2 separate regions of the Mus musculus genome follow, and region 2 is linked to region 1. The links are chromatin contacts, called in public promoter capture Hi-C maps. All regions are on one chromosome and are shown on one strand. Each heading gives the region's core, a stretch centred on a gene start, on an enhancer-like site or on the middle of the called end of the contact. The rest is flanking DNA. Distances are from core to core; before and after follow the strand shown. Region 1 holds the start of Dhrs4 (dehydrogenase/reductase (SDR family) member 4). Region 2 holds the start of Pck2 (phosphoenolpyruvate carboxykinase 2 (mitochondrial)).

Evidence for each region. Promoter capture Hi-C pulls out the DNA fragments that hold promoters and counts their contacts.
Region 2: a promoter capture Hi-C map of macrophages shows a contact between it and region 1, with 10 read pairs. The contact joins the promoter of Pck2 here to the promoter of Dhrs4 in region 1. A contact is called at or near these places in 11 of 39 promoter capture datasets (the 3T3-L1 cell line, HPC-7-derived erythroid cells, cranial neural crest and 6 more), 2 of 15 datasets of contacts at CTCF or cohesin (CD8 T cells and the G1E-ER4 cell line), 10 of 484 Hi-C or Micro-C datasets (the 63-12 cell line, CD8 T cells, the G1E-ER4 cell line and 6 more), 7 of 115 datasets of contacts at active chromatin or transcription factors (embryonic fibroblasts, embryonic stem cells, large pre-B cells and 1 more) and 4 of 9 other capture datasets (adipose tissue, liver, macrophages and 1 more).

What each region holds. Positions count from the first base shown.
Region 1 is chr14:55,474,200-55,481,918 of GRCm38.p6, reverse strand. It overlaps Dhrs4 (dehydrogenase/reductase (SDR family) member 4), which reads right to left and starts at 3,161. Exons shown (of 8, transcript NM_001037938.2): 1 at 2,886-3,161; 2 at 1,716-1,893. The coding sequence starts at 3,016.
Region 2 is chr14:55,535,946-55,543,664 of GRCm38.p6, reverse strand. It overlaps Pck2 (phosphoenolpyruvate carboxykinase 2 (mitochondrial)), which reads right to left and starts at 3,399. Exons shown (of 10, transcript NM_028994.3): 1 at 3,152-3,399; 2 at 1,014-1,259; 3 at 1-76. The coding sequence starts at 3,180.

The DNA of each region.
Region 1 (7,719 bases), core at 1,912-4,411:
GTGTGTGCATAAGCATGTGCACGTGCATGTGTGTGTGCATCTGTGTGTGTGTGCTTACATATGTGTGTGTGTGCGTGCATATGTGTGTGTGCATGTGTGTGCATGTGTTAAATGGCTGTCACTAATCGACCTTTACTTCTCAGGACAAACACTACAATCCCAGGCTCTTCCAGCAGCCTATGCCAGGCAATGCAACTTTCTCAGATTCAAATTCGACCCTTTACAATGCACATTTAAGACTTTGTCCACAGTTCTTTAAAAATGAAATTATCTTGGGGCTGGAGAGATGGCTCAGTGGTTAAAAGCACTGGCTGCTCTTACAGGGGACCCTGGTTTGGTAGCCAGCACTTGTATGGTGGTTCACAACCACCTGTAACTCCAGTTCCAAGGGATATGGCACCACCCTCTGACACACAGTGTAGAGACACACATGCCAGCAAAAACCCCTCATATACATAAAATAAAAATAAATAATGGAATTGTCTTATTTTATATGTCACACTTCAGTCAAGTGTTAAGGCCCCCTCTTTCAAGAAGGCTGCCCACATTATTTCTGCCAACTGTCTGATGTGTTCACTCAGGCTGTGCTTTCTCTGTGAGGGTGTCCTCCCTTGGATTTGGGGGAAGAGTGCACACCCTGAAACTTGGGGGAGACACACCGTCTTTGCAGCTTGATTCACATTTTCTTACACAGCTGGAGATGGGTGCCAAGTGTCAAGTCTGACACAGGCTTAGACTAAAGTTTATTTGGGCACCCAAGGCTTGGCACTACATAAATGGAGGATGTGTCTGGTGGTCTGCTGGCTTGTCCTGAATCACAGGTATTTTTTTTCTGGATGATGAGATGATACAGTCTCTGTAAATACAGGGAGAACAGACCTTGCCTGGGTGGAGTAGCCCACACTTGTATTTCCAGCACTGGGGGAGCAAGCTCATGGCTAGACAGGGCTGCAAGATGAATTACATACCGCTCTGGCTCCAGTACAAGCTCCTGGCCCCCTTAAAACAAAACAAACCAATACTAACAACAAAAAGCCCACATAAGGGTCTGAACACAAGAAATGGCTTGTAGTAGGTAAATGAAACATAGTGAACTGCCTCTCCCCAGTGCCCACGAGCTCTATGAGCCAAAGAACAGGAGAGCATTTATTAACTCAGACCAGGGAACCAGGAGCAGGCATTTTTTTTTTTTTGGGTGGGGGGAGGGTATCTAAGGGATCATGCAAGGTTGAAGGACCAGAGCGACTTTTGAATCTCTGGCCGGGAGAATCTGGTTGTACTTAGACTTTGGGATGCAGACATAACCGAAAAGGGTACACAATAAAAATGTATTGGTGAGAGTCTGGAGAGATGGCTCAGTAGGTAAAAGGATGTACTTTTCTCATAAAGGACCTAAGGTCAGTCCCCAGCACCCATATCAGGTGGCTTATGGCCACCTGTAACTCCAGCTTTAGAGGGTTCAAGACTCTCTTCTGGCCCCCATGGCCACCTACACTAACAAGTACTCCCCTACCATACTCAGAATGAAACATAATGAAATTAATGTTTAAAATAATATTGGTGGACGAGTTTGGGTGTGAGCATTAGGATGCTAACAGGGGTCAGCATGGGTTGTATCTCACCAATGCAGTCCTAGAAACCAGGCAGGAAGGCACAGGCTGCCTTGCCTCCCTTCTGCCATGCCTTGGCCCAGCACCCATATTCTGCCTGCTCACCGTGGTTATCAGCTTTTCTCGATCCTCTGCCTTCCCCACGTGGCACACGATGCCAGTCACACTCAGGCCCTCTCCCTGTAGTGTGGCCACTGCACGGTCCACATTCTGCTGTTTGCGGCTGCTGACGACCACGTGGGCCCCATCTTCAGCCAGGCGCCGGGCGATGGCAAAGCCGATCCTACGAGGGTAAAAGGTGACACACTGTCAAGGCCTCTACCGCAGAGAAGAGGGCGAGAGCATGCGTGGGCTCTGCTTTCAGGCTTTCAGCACTGGACCCTCGCTCTCCCTGTATTCGAGCTTCACGCATTTCTACTAGGTAGAGTAGGCTTTTAATGGTGCGGACAGAAGGATAAGCTCAGATGATTTTATTATGATCTTGTCTTTTACCCCAGTTCCCGGGACTGACATCACCTGCCACAGCCTTCATGACCGATTATTGTACCTATGTCCAGTTGGGAAAGAGGGGAGAGAAATAGATGAGTGTTCAGTTGCCATGGACTTAGGGGCCTTGCTGGAAGAAGCCCATATCCCCAAATACCTCTTACCACACTACAACCTCACAATTCTATCTTTTGATATATTTGGGGGGGGCCTTCACCAAAAAAAGCATGGCTCAAAATGTAAATATCAATTACATATTTTATAATAGCCAGATGTTAGCTTTTCATAGACATCTGCATTACAGATTTTCAAGGAGTTTTTTAATTTAGTAAGGTCCTGTGGGGATTAAAAAACTGGATAGTTGAGAGTGGTGGGTGAGACAGGCTGGGCACGGAGGCCCAAATATACAGACTGAAGTAAAGATCTGGGCACGGGATCCAGGTAAGGGGTCCCTAGGGAGCAAGAACAGCAAGCAGAGCTTTGAAGCCGTGACTGGTTGTTTTGGTCTTCCCAGACTCTAGGTGGAGCTGTCGATTGGGGCAGCCCAGAAGCACCGGGACCTGGGTCCTTCTGGCAGCGCCGAGCTCTCACAAAGCCGAAGGCAACAGTGATACAAGGGCTAGCCTGTGGCAGGGCCAGGTCGGGGATTCGGAGCGATTTCAGGTCCACCATGTGGGTTTCCTTTTTCTCCCTCGGGGTGGCCTTTGGCCGCATCTGAGGCTCGAGGACAACAGTCCAGGAGTTAAAGAGTACTTGTTTCTGGATGAAGACTCTGGCTCTGGTACTCACCCGTCGGTGGAGGCTGTGACCAGGGCCACCTTATTGGAGAGAGGGTTTCGACGAGTCAACCCGGAACTGGCCATCCTCACCGACATCCACGCTTGAGTCCAACCACCTAACAGCCGTCCCGCTTTCTGCATAGTTCAGGCCAGGGGGTTGGGTTGAACTCTGCTAGGGGAGGGGACTGTTCAAAGGGCGGGAGGCTGGTCTAGCTGGGAGAGCTCTGACTTCCCAGACTGCCTGCCCCTCTTCTAGGACCGGCTCTGCGACGGCCCGGGACTAGGCGGGAGCCGCGGCGGTTGCGAGCGCTCCCTGCTGGCGCCCCGCGCCCCTTTGCCTGATTTGGGACTCCCGCAAATTCTCAGTCCAAGTTTCCTTCAAGACCCCCACACCTCTTCTACCAGAACCCCCAGCTTTTCCTGTGCCCCAGCTGCTCCTCCCACTTCTGCTGGTCCACCTTTTTTTGGGATGGGGTCTTAGGAGAGTCGTTGGAGAGGAAGCTTTGCAATTTTATTTATTTTTGTTTTGCTTCCTTAAACTCCAAATAATTCTTCCTTTATAAAAAGCCTGGGTTTGTATGCAGGACTGCACAGACAACTCATTTGGTAAAATGGTTGTTGAGCAAGCATGCTGGCCTGAGTTTGGATCTTCAGCATTAACATAAAAAGCAGGGCTTGTCACCTAACAGCTGTATTCCTAGCTTTAGATACACAGACAAGATGATTGTTGAGGCTTTTGGTCATCTGGTCTTGCCAATCCATGAGCTCCGGGCTCAGTGAAAAACCCCGTCTCAAGAAAAAGATAAGATAGGGAGTGGTAGAAAACAGTCCACGTTGACCTCTCGTATAGGCACATGTGTGCATACCCTACTCCCCCAGCCCCAGAAACACACCATGATGAGCGTAGTAAAAATGCCTTTAGACATGTAAAAAATAGCTTATTCAGGAACCCCACTACACCCATGGCTGTACTGATAACCAGAACATCACTCACTCAGGATAACCAGACACAGTCCTAGCACCCCACGATGCCCATTGGACAGTATCAAAGCAGAGACCAAGGGCAATGCTCTGCTCTGCACAGTTGGAGAGAAGCTACCCAGATCTGCCCTGTGTCTGGAGAGTCTTGCCAAGGATCCTGACCCTCGAATCAGAGACCACTAATAGAGGCTAGACCCAACCTTCAGTTAAGATATGTTACACAGCTGAGAAGCCCTGGGGAGACAGGCTTAGGACCTTAGTTAGGAATTTAGAGAGTGAACCTTGTGTGATGACCCTCTGCGTAAGAAAATAACACACACACACACACACCACACATCACATACAAGAAGGGCAAATGAATGAATGTTTTGAGACTGTCTGTGGAGGTGACACTTGTGCTCCTCACAGTGTCCATGTAGTGAGGGATGAGGAGGCCAGGTGACAAATGTGATAAGTTGTGACAGCTGGCCTAGGCCTGACACTATCTTTCCCTATGGCACAAAGTCTATTGCCAGTGGTTCTCAACCTGTGAGTCACAACCCCTTTGGGTTTGCCTAAGACTATTGGAAATATCAAATTTTTTCATTATGATTCATAACAGTAGCAAAAATTAGTTATGAAGTAGCAATGAAAATAATTTTATGACTGGGGGCCACAACATGAGGAACTGAATTAAAGGGTTGCAGCATTAGCCAGGTTGAGAGCCACTGAGGACTTCATCTTCAGACAGGCAGGAAATGACCACTGTGATACCCAGGGTGAAAAGATGGAGGTCCTGGGTCTATCTGATGCCAAAGGGTCGCCCAGCCACTTCCACAGACAGGGTGGAGATATGGAGACCGGGGAGCGCTATGATTTTCCATGCCCACCCATCTATTCTAGCTCAATAACTAACTGTTATGTGTGAGAGTGCTTGATTAACTGTAAACGACTAAGTATGGAGTGATTATTTTCACCAAACAGTAGTTATTATTACTGCCATAGGCCAGACTCTTCCTTTATGAACCGAGGATGTACAGTAGATGATAAATAAAATTCTCACCAGCTATAGATTCTGAGCCCAAGACTTTCATCTCTGCATCTCTGCCAAGTGGGTTGACCTGATCTCTCTCCCAGGGTCCTGGGAGAATTAGTGAACTTTGATGGCTTAAGAATGCACCACAGAGAGGCATCAACAGAAGCAGTGCCAGTGACTAAACTGGGTCCACCCCTGGAGCTCCCATATACCAGGAAGAAAAGCCGTGTTGGCCCCTGGGCAACCTTCCAGACTCTGAGGCAACATAAGGGACATAAAGACAATAAAGGGAGTTTCTAATATTAACTCAGCAGGTAGTAGTAGTTTGCTCTGCAATTTGTGCTTGCTTAGGTTTTCCTGTCCTTCCTTCCTTCCTTCCTTCCTTCCTTCCTTCCTTCCTTCCTTCCTTCCTTCCTTCCTCCCTCCCTCCCTCCCTCCCTCCCTCCCTCCCTCCCTCCCTCTCTCTCTCTCTCTCTCTCTCTCTCTCTCTCTCTTTCTGGTGTTAGTCTTTTCCTTTAGAAAAGATGATAAAGTGGATGCATTTCTTTATTTTGAGACAGGATTTCTCTGTGTAGCCCTGGCTGTGCTGGAACTATTTTTTTTTTTTTTTTTTTTTTTTGTAGACCAGGCTGACTTTGAGTTCAGAGATTCACCTACCTCTGCCTCCTGAGTGCTGGGGCTAAAGGTGTGCGCCCCCACACCCAGCCCAGATGGGTGGTTTTTGGAGAATGTTGCTTATTGTGAAATCATCAGCTTGTCAACCTTAGGCAGTGTGCTCAGTAGTGAGTCTATGAAACAGAGGTCTGGGCTTTGATGTTTAATAGGATTTGCATTTACTAGAGAATCATTTCATAGCTTAGCGTGGTGGTGCATGCTTTTAATCCCAGCACCCAGGAGGCAGAGGCAGGCAGATCTCTGTGAGTTTGAGGCCAGCCTGATCTACAGATAGAGTGCCAGGACAGCCTGGGCTATACAGAGAAACCCTGTCTCAAACAACAACAGCAAACAACAATAACAAAAACAAACATTTCAAATACATATAAATCAGCTAAGAAGACAAAGCAGAAAGCAGGAGTCCAGTATACAAAGTGTGCTGAGGACTGGATATGGATAGCCAGTGATGTAACAAGCAAGAACTAGGCCTATGGGGGGTGGGGTGGGGTAGGGGGCGGGGCTTCCTCAAGCTGAGAAGTTGTAAGTTGTGTTACTCAGTGCATACTGATAAGACAGCTTGCCTCATGTCTGAGGAAATGCCCCCTAGTCTGAGCCTCATGAATTATTGAGAAGAGGCTGGCAAGTGCCACACTCTTCCTCTCTCACTGTCTGGAGCTAATGCACCCTGGGAATCTTTCCCAGACCGTCACCTGTGTGTGCAGCTGGAACCCAGGGATTTAAGGTGGACTGCTCTCAAAGCCTGGCTTAGTGGAACAGGCCTTAAATGCATATCTAAATGGATGGTGAGTGGGTGAGGGACACAAAGATTCAGGGAAAAGATAGTCATGAAACTAGTGTAGTGTCCCTTTCATATGGGCAAGGTTGAAAATTGGCCTTTAGTGTTATTTCTTTTGGAAGAGCACAGGGGATGTTAGGGAGGGGATTTGTGAAGAGAAAAAAAGGGCAGAAGGAAGCCAAGAAGTGTGGGGTCTCAAACTTCCTCTCTTCATTAAGGATGTTGTTGAAGGTGGGGTAGAGCATCTTTTGGGGGATACATGCTTGTGCAGCAGTAGCTCTCTAGAGTGGGAGCTAGAACGTGAAGTTGCGAGATGTGATACCTCTGCGTATCCTGAGGACACATTTGACACTGAGCCATGCTTCCATCTTCAGGGCATGACTATGCTTCAGAAGAGCTTGGATTTTCTTGCAGTTGGGATCCTTGGATGGTCACTGACTCATGCCTGATCAAGAGCAGTCAGGACTGGGTAACGTGGAAGGGCTGATGTGTGGTTGGGACAACCCCCAATACACATATACTGTCGTACATATATATAAATACACTGTCCTATATATATACACATATACTGTCCTATGTATATACCTATACACTGTCCCACATATATACATATATACTGTCTTAGCATTGTTGGAATTTTCACACAAGTTAACTTCTGTAGAAAGTGATTTCCTATGACTTAGAATTTTACTTTTAAGACTGCTGTAGTTTGGGGTCTTGTTTGTTTTCTTGTGGTGCTGGGGAATCAACCTAGGATCTTGTACATGATAGGTGAGCACGTTGTATATGACTGACATTGTTTTAAAGCCTCTAGTTTAGTTTTTAAAGCCCATGTTTTTGTTTTAGTCATTAAAATGCCCATTCTTTAAATGATAACTATTATACATGTCACAGGTTTAAAAGAGATGGAAAGGTGTGAAAAGAAGTTAGGGGCTGGAGAGATGGCTCAGTGGTTAAAAGCACTGGTTGTTCTTCCAGAGGACCTGGGTTCAATTCCCAGCACCTACACGGCAGCTTACAACTCTTTATAACTCCAGTTCCAGGGGATCTACAGCTCTTCTGAAGACTCCAATGCACATAAAAAATAAAAATAGGGCCGGGCAGTGGTGGCGCACAACCTTTAATTCTAGCACTTGGGAGGCAGAGGCAGGCAGATTTCTGAGTTCAAGGCTGGCCTTGTCTACAGAGTGAGTTTCAGGACAGCCAGGGCTACACAGAGAAACCCTGTCTCGGGAAAAAAAAAATCATGGTAAAAAAAGAAAAGTAGAAGCTATCCTTTCCTTGGCTGACTTAACCCATGCCCCATATATTTTGGCTTTATGCATCCATCCTCAATTTTCTGCACATTTACATGCATTTCTTTTTCTATTAAAAATCCTTCTCACAGGGGCTAAAGAG
Region 2 (7,719 bases), core at 2,150-4,649, 62 kb before region 1:
CCGCTGCGAAGGAGTTACAATCACCGTCTTGCTTTCTACCCGTGCCACATCCTTGGGGTCTGTGCGGGCCAGCCAGCTGGGGGAGAGAGGATTGCCGGGAAATGGTGGCTAGCAGATTTCACTTATCTCCAGACTCACATTTTTTTGTTGTTATATTTTGGCAAGGCAGAGTCTCACTATGTAGCTCCAGCTGTCCTGGAACCTACTATATAGACCAGGCTGGCCTCAAACTCACAGAGATCCACCTGCCTCTGCCTCCTGAGTGCTGGGATTAAAGGCGTGTGCCACTAAGCCTGGCCACTCTTTCTTTCTTTTTCTTTCTTTCTTTCTTTCTTTCTTTCTTTCTTTCTTTCTTTCTTTCTTTCTTTCTTTCTTCTTTCTTTCTTTCTTTCTTTCTTTCTTTCTTTCTTTCTTTCTTTCTTTCTCTCTCTCTTTCTCTCCTTCCTTCCTTCCTTCCTTCCTTCCTTCCTTCCTTTTTTTCTTTCTTTGAGACAGGGTTTCTCTGTGTAGCCCTGGCTGTCCTGGAACTCACTCTGTAGACCAGGCTGGCCTCGAACTCAGAAATCCACCTGCCTCTGCCTCCGAAGTGCTGGGACTAAAGACGTGTGCCACCACCGCCCAGCGGCCACTTTTTAAGTTTAACTTTGACTCTAGGTCTGTCAGCATTATTTTTTCTTATCCAGTTCCAGTTTAGTCCCTTTAGGCTTTGTCTCATTAAGAGGGGTTTTCCCCAAGGCACAGCCTTGGAGCCTCTACCCCTGGCAAATGTTTCATGAAGGAGGAGACAGGCAGTAAGTAGGCCCCCTCCAAAGTAAGAGCTCCAATTTGTAAATTCGTATCAACTTTTTCATTTAATGTAAAAAACGTTCACTTTCCCGTTCCACTTTCCCTTGAAGCTCCCATTCTGGCTCATTCCACTGATGTGGTCTAGAAATATCTGTCTTGGGGAACCCAGAGGGACCTCAGTCTAAGCAGTAACCTTCATCTTGGGGGTTGCTAGTTTCAAGGCTTACCAGTTCTTATACTTGGGGAGTTTGCGGATAAGACCCTGTTCTTCCAGCAGGGCCAGTATGGCAGTGTTCTCAGCCTCGGTCCCATCACAGATGTGGATGCCCTCTGGTTGGCACAGATGCGCACTGCGCGCCACAAAGTCTCGAACTCCAGCCGGCAGCTGACTCATATCTCCACTGAGCACATGCAGGGTTTGGATGCTACGGCACGGTGACCAGCACCAGGGCCTTAGCCCGTGCCGGCTAAGCCTATCAGAGTCAAAACAGAGAGTCAACCATCCAGTGGCTATCATGGGAGACAAGCATTGGTGAGTGGGGCAGAAAGCCGTACCTCTGGGGAGTACCAAAGTGTGTCTGGTTGCAGGCACCATAAGACCAGGTTCTGGGTTGTGGTGGGTATGTGGAGTGAGTTCAGACTACCTGTATCTGTGGCTTTTATGAGGTTTGTGTCTCCCATCGGGGAGGAGAGGCAGTCAAGCCTCTGGTCCAAGAGTGAAGAAAATTGCCCAGATGAGAGCTTCATGAGCAATCTTAAAGAAGCTCTTCCATGGCCTTTTCAATCAGTTTTGATGTTCAAATGGCAGCTACTATTATCTGTCTCCTTCGGTGTAAATGCCTCCAACAGAAGGCATAGCTCCAGATGGTAAAGCCCTCTCCCAGTGCCAGCCAGGCTTTAGGTTAGGATTCTCGAATGAAGACAACGGATGCTGGGGTTTCAGGTAGTGCCTCTGTTCACCTGGGTCAACAAGGGTGGACTAGCCAAGGATGTTTTAACATAGGGAAAACTGGATCAAGAAGAATAATGCCATTGGTCCATGCCTAGATTCCTAGAAGGGCAGGGTAGTCTCTGTATTGTTTGTCCTGCTACCCTCCTGGAAGATAGTAGGGTCTGCTGTGATTGGTCTGGACAAAAGAAGGTAAAGAGATGTAGTTACCCTTCTCACATGCCAGGCCTCACCTGCCAGAAACCCATAGTAGGCCTCGATGGTGTGGGCCTGTGCATTCCCTGGCTCTCCTTAGAAGCCTTAGGGGTTGATGGTAGGGTCAGAACCTGAGAACACAGGCTACATTGCCTGGGAAGGGAGAAGAGAAAGCTCTTGGATGTGGGAGTTTGGGCCTGGGTGGGGTGTTTTCCAGAAGACAAAAAAGGCAGCATACTTTGTGTGGCCCCAGGGGGTGGGGGCACAGCAAGGTAGGTCTCTTTGTGTGTTTTTCTGCACATGACAGTTTCCCTGAGAAATTAATTTTAAATGCATGATCCTGAAAGCTTTGATCCCCAGGTATTGGCTCCAGTTGTCTTATGGGAAGCACAGCTTCTCCCAGCCCCACCCCAATTCTCCTGCACGCCCCTGAGAGGGACCTTCTCTCTATCCTTCATAGACCACTCTCACATGGATTAACCAAGTAAACTGCGAAGAAGAGATAAGGAGTCAGTTTAGACTCTTTTACATCCTAGACCATGGAGAGAGGGGTATACGGAGAAGAGGCCCGGTTGTATGGGGGGTGGGGCAGGGGGAGCCAGCCAGGACAAGCCTGGGGTCCAGGACCTACTGGGGGAAGCCGGCCAAGTTAAAAAGGCAGTCTGCCCTCCTCCCATCTTGCTTGCTTCCTTCCTTCTCTCCCTCCCTGTCTCCCTCCCCCCCTAGTCCCCAGAGGCTTCACTGGGCTTCGTGCCAGGTTCCGTTCTGTTCTCAGGGAGGCTGCAAGTGATGTTTACCTTCTACCGTCTTTAGGGAGCTTTGAGCTCGGGTCCCCGGGGCCTCAAACCCTATGGCCTCAAGGCCTTAATGGTTACTCACACACTGAAAGCTGGACTAGGAGCCCTTGGTCTGAAAGAATTACATCTGCTAAGTAGAGCATTTGCAGAGATAGGGCTCAGGAAGGCAAAGGAGAAGGGGGAGGAGGTTGCGAGTGGCAGCTAGAACAGCACACAAGCCGCAGGGAGGGACAGAAGAGCACAGAGGCTGGCTAGGAAACCTGGCATGGCTGGGGATGGGAATGCGGAGGGGGGGGGGGATGCACCACCGTGAGACCCACACTGATTAATAGCCACCCTGCCAGTCTCTTCCTAGGATGGGAAACAAGCGGAGGAAGCCCGGAAGGTGGAGCGCGGAGTGGGCCCCGGGCTATGGGTCACTCACCGCAGGCCGGGGAGGTACATAGCAGCCATGGCACCTGGACTGGCGCTGCGGGATGGCCACAGGAACGAGCGCAGTCGGGGAGACAAGGAAGGCGGGGAAGGAAGGAGCATAGCAAAGCCAGAGGGAGTTGAGGTTGGGCGGGAGGCGCTTAAAAAGGAGGCGGGCAGTCCCCGGGGCGGAACCTAGCTGGTTCTCTCGCCCTTCTGTAGGCCGGCTCACTAGCCCGGGCTCAAGGCCCCGGGCTGGGTGAAGCCTCCGCCCCACAGTCATCACATCCTCAAGCCATTGGAGGCCGGAGTTCAATTTGGGATCCGCCCACTCGGCCAGCCACGCTGTAAGATACTGATGTAACTTTGAAGGCTGTTGCTCCTTAGAGAAAGCAACCAAGAGATGTCGAATGCAAAACAAGTTAAGAGTGAGGGATGAGACCAGGGCTGGGGAGCCCAGGATAACAAGATGCCTAAACCCTCAAGGTCTAGGTTTGCTTTTCCAGAGCACTCCTAGCCTCAGGCTTTTCTTTTCCAGGGTCCCAGATGCTAACTAAGCTCTCCTTAGTCCTCAAATAATAACAAAACCAAACTATTGTCCGTGCCCAGCTTCTTATCAAGGGAGTTTCCTCTAGCACCATGGAATTGGTGGGGTGTTTCAGGCTTACAGACATATCCTTGGTCCTCTAATGCCCTCCCCCACCTAATCCCAAAGAGAGTCCTTGTGTAATTTCTCAACATTTCATTCCAACTTGAGACCATTGGGTATTCAAATGCTGTACCAACCCAAACTCAACGCATCCATGATGCTCAGAATCCTCTTTCTGGTTGCAGCACTGTGACTTTCTTTGGAGAACCATCAGATCATGTGGGTCTGACCTTGCTTCTCTTAGGGCCAGTTTGTGTGGCCCACACCCTGGCCACAGCAATCAGGATGTTCAGAGACGGGGGCATGGGATCCCTGTCTGAGACCTTTTCTAACCTTTGGACATGAGCTCCTTTTTTTGCTGGATTGCTGAGTCTGTAGAGTCTAAGTTGGGTTCTGTTGGGTGTCAGCTTGATAATGCAAAGCACCAACCTGCCTGAGGCAGAGGCAGAGCAGTGAGACAAAGATCAATAGATGTCCCCTAACCACCCCAGTGGTCTTTATTAAGACTGTCTGAGGGCTTCTTTAAAAACCCCTTCTTCTTTTGGGGGTTAGGATGGAAACTGTGAGCAGAGATGCTCAGTGCTGTGGAGCCTGAGTTATGGCAGGGTCTCCCTAAACAGCCAAGGGCTCTCTTCCTCTCCTACTCTTGCTGGGGTAGGTGGTCCAGAGTTTCTTATTCTTTGGAGGCCATGTGGACCTTAGAGGACTGTGTGGACCTAAATGGTCCACTGCTCTGTTGCTGTAGCCAAATTATCTGTCATACCTGGATATGAGCTTGATAAAGTGGTTATTGAGAGCAATGCTAGTACCACTATCAAAGGTAGAATGGATGTTGCTGTTAAAGTCTCAAGAGGCAACTGGTCCCTATATCAGCCCAGGATGCTTCAATGCCTGCCTCATCATCATCTCCTCCTCCTCCTCCTCCTCCTCCTCCTCCTCCTCCTCCTTCTTTTTCTGAGACAGGGTTTCTCTGTGTAGCCCTGGCTGTCCTAGAACTCACTTTGTAGACCAGGCTGGCCTCAAACTCAGAAATCCGCCTGTCTCTGCCTCCCTAGTGCTGGGATTAAAGGCATGTGCCACCACACCCGGTGCCTCATCACCTTCTTATATCTGCATGTCTGTATTTACTTTTGAATCACAGTCTCCCTATGTAGTCTGGCTGTCCTGGAACTCACTATGTAGACAAAACTGGCATTGAATGCAGAATCTGCTTCCCAAGTGCTAGTTTTAAAGGTATGTGTCACCACACCTCTTGGCATCTCCCAGATGGCAGTTTTCTCTGGGCAGCATGTCAGATCCAGGACGCACAGTGGAAGTAGGGACAGAGAAGGTCATGTTAGTGAACTTACTGTTCAGCTCAGGCATGACCTTTGCCCACAGCTTTGGCTGTACCAGGAATGAAGGGATGTTTTGGGTAGCCCATGGCCATCACAGCACAGCTTTTCGGTGTGTGTGTGTGTGTGTGTGTGTGTGTGTGTGTGTGTGTGTGCGCGCGCGCGCGTGCGCACACGCGCATCTGTGTGTGATCCAAGGTCTTCTAGAGGACAGTAGTCATAAATCCCTTGATGGATGACCTTGGGCCAGGGATTGCTAAGCAGACTGTGGAACAGGGGGCATTGATGACAAACTTGAATGAGATGTTGTACCTCTCCTGGTCCATACCCATCACAAACAGAAAGGGCAGAGATGATGTCCCTTTGGGTCCATCCTCCCAGTCACCCCACCTTTCCTCACAACAGTGAAGACCCCACAGCATACTTGACACCAGCATCCACCCAGCTAATGTTGGAGAGATCAAATTCCTGGAAGATTAAAGACAAATTTCCCACGTGCATCCCAGACTGTACTGTGGAACTTGTCATGGGTGTATAATCATACTGGAACACGTAGACTAATAGTTGAGGCCAATGAATGGGTTGTTGGTGGCATCTGTATCTCCTGTACTAAGAGTTGAAGGCAGCCTTGGTGACCTTGCGCCAACACAACCAAATCCATTCTTTTTAATGTTTACTATCATGTCTCAGATATTAGACTGGCACTTCTTGGAGGAGATGTGGCTGGTTTTGGAAATAGGTGAAGCAGAAAGCCTATATTCTTGTTACAAGAACGAATCCATTATTATTTTACTTAAGCTTATTTTAAGTGGATCCTGCCACTTTCAAAACAAATAATCTTGATTTTTAGTCTCAGAGTTTTGTGCATAAACAGAGATGGCCTCTAAGGGTGGTCTATAGCTGGTCTCCAGTGCTTCCCATCCCCATTACCTTTGTGTCTATAGACCTGTACTACCCTACCCCACACCCTATCCTATAATCCTTGCATCAAAACTGTCCACATTCACCTTGCCTTCCCCATCTTATTCCTTGCCTACACTGTAGGTAGGCCTCAGGGTGTTCACAGTGGTGTCAGAATGGCTGCCTCTTTGAAGGTCATCATCTTGTTCAAAATCTTGCTCCAGCTCTTGGGATTCCCTGTCTCGGGGAATGGTACCATCATCTACCAAGTTTGCCCCAAGGAATATCTCAGTCAGACTAAAGGATTGTTTTTCTAATTTTTCATAGCTATTTAGACACCAGGACCTTTAGAATGGTTCTACCCAATTAGCCACACTTTAGCACAGGGCTTATCTTGTACCTGGCTTTATGTGATAGCTTCCAAGGCCCTTGGACTGCGTCTTTCAACACCCCATCTGTCTTTGTGTACAGCATCAATTTGCATAGAGAAAAGAATTGATATTTATGGTATGGATAGCAGGTGCTAGGTTCTGTGCTAGCAGCTTGTGTACAAGTCTCAGTCTGCAGTGACTTTATCTTGCAGATGTAGACATTGAAGGTTAAATCATTTGCTCAGAGTGGCAAATCTGGTTGGCTGGAGAAAGGGATCTTGGCTCCAGGTCTTTCTGACTCTAATTATCCAGGTTTTTTCCTTCCCTGCAATTCTATTATATACTATTTCATTGGTTTATTGTGAGCTGCTAGACCCTATCTCAAAAAACAAATGGGGGAAAAAGGAAGGACCCAAAGAATCTTAGACTAGGCTTAAAGTCCCTAATCTGGCCCCTAGCGATCTGAGTGATCACCTCCGCCTCCCTCCTGGCCTTCCTGCCATTTCTCTGCTTTAGAGAGAAGAATCTAAGCAAACCAAGTCTCGATTTAAACTGCCCCCTACCAGTGTCCTCTCACGATAGTCACCTGACAAATGACGATTGTGTGAAAGAGTGATCCCACATTCTTTTACCTTTTGGGGACGGTTTCTCTCTATATAGCCATGGCTGGCCTGGATTTGCTGTGTAGAACAGACTAGCCTTGCCCGCTGTGTGCTGGAATTTATGTATGTATGCATGCAGCACCACACCCAGCAAGACCTGCACTTCTTCAGTTCTTTCTCACAACTTCCTTCCTAGCTTCAGGGAGACAGAGCAAGGACATGCTGTAAGGGTTTCTTCCACTATTGTTGCCTGTTCCACTCTTCTTCAGCTTGCTCCCCAATCCCCTGCCTGCACCTCAACTGTGGTCGGCTTCCCCAGCAACTTCAGCCTGTGCCACAGCTGGCACTGTGTCCAAGCAGTACCACCAGGGGGCAGGGTGTGACCTGCAATGTCCTGCTCTGTGGTTTGTTTTGTTTGTTTGTTTGTTTTCTCCTTCTTAGGGACAATCATGGTTTATCCCCTGGATGTCTCACAGATTTGCTAGAGTTGGAACAGTCCCAATTTATCTAAGAGAGATACTTGAAAACATTATAGTAGCTGGGTATGGTGGCACACGCCTTTAATCCTAGGATTTCAGACTTAGAGGTAGGCAGATCTCTGTGCATTCAAGGCTAGCATGGGCTACAAAGTTCCAGGACAGCTGAGGCTACACAGAGAAACCCTGTTTCAAAAACCCTCCCATCCAGAGAGAGAGAGAGAGAGAGAGAGAGAGAGAGAGAGAGAG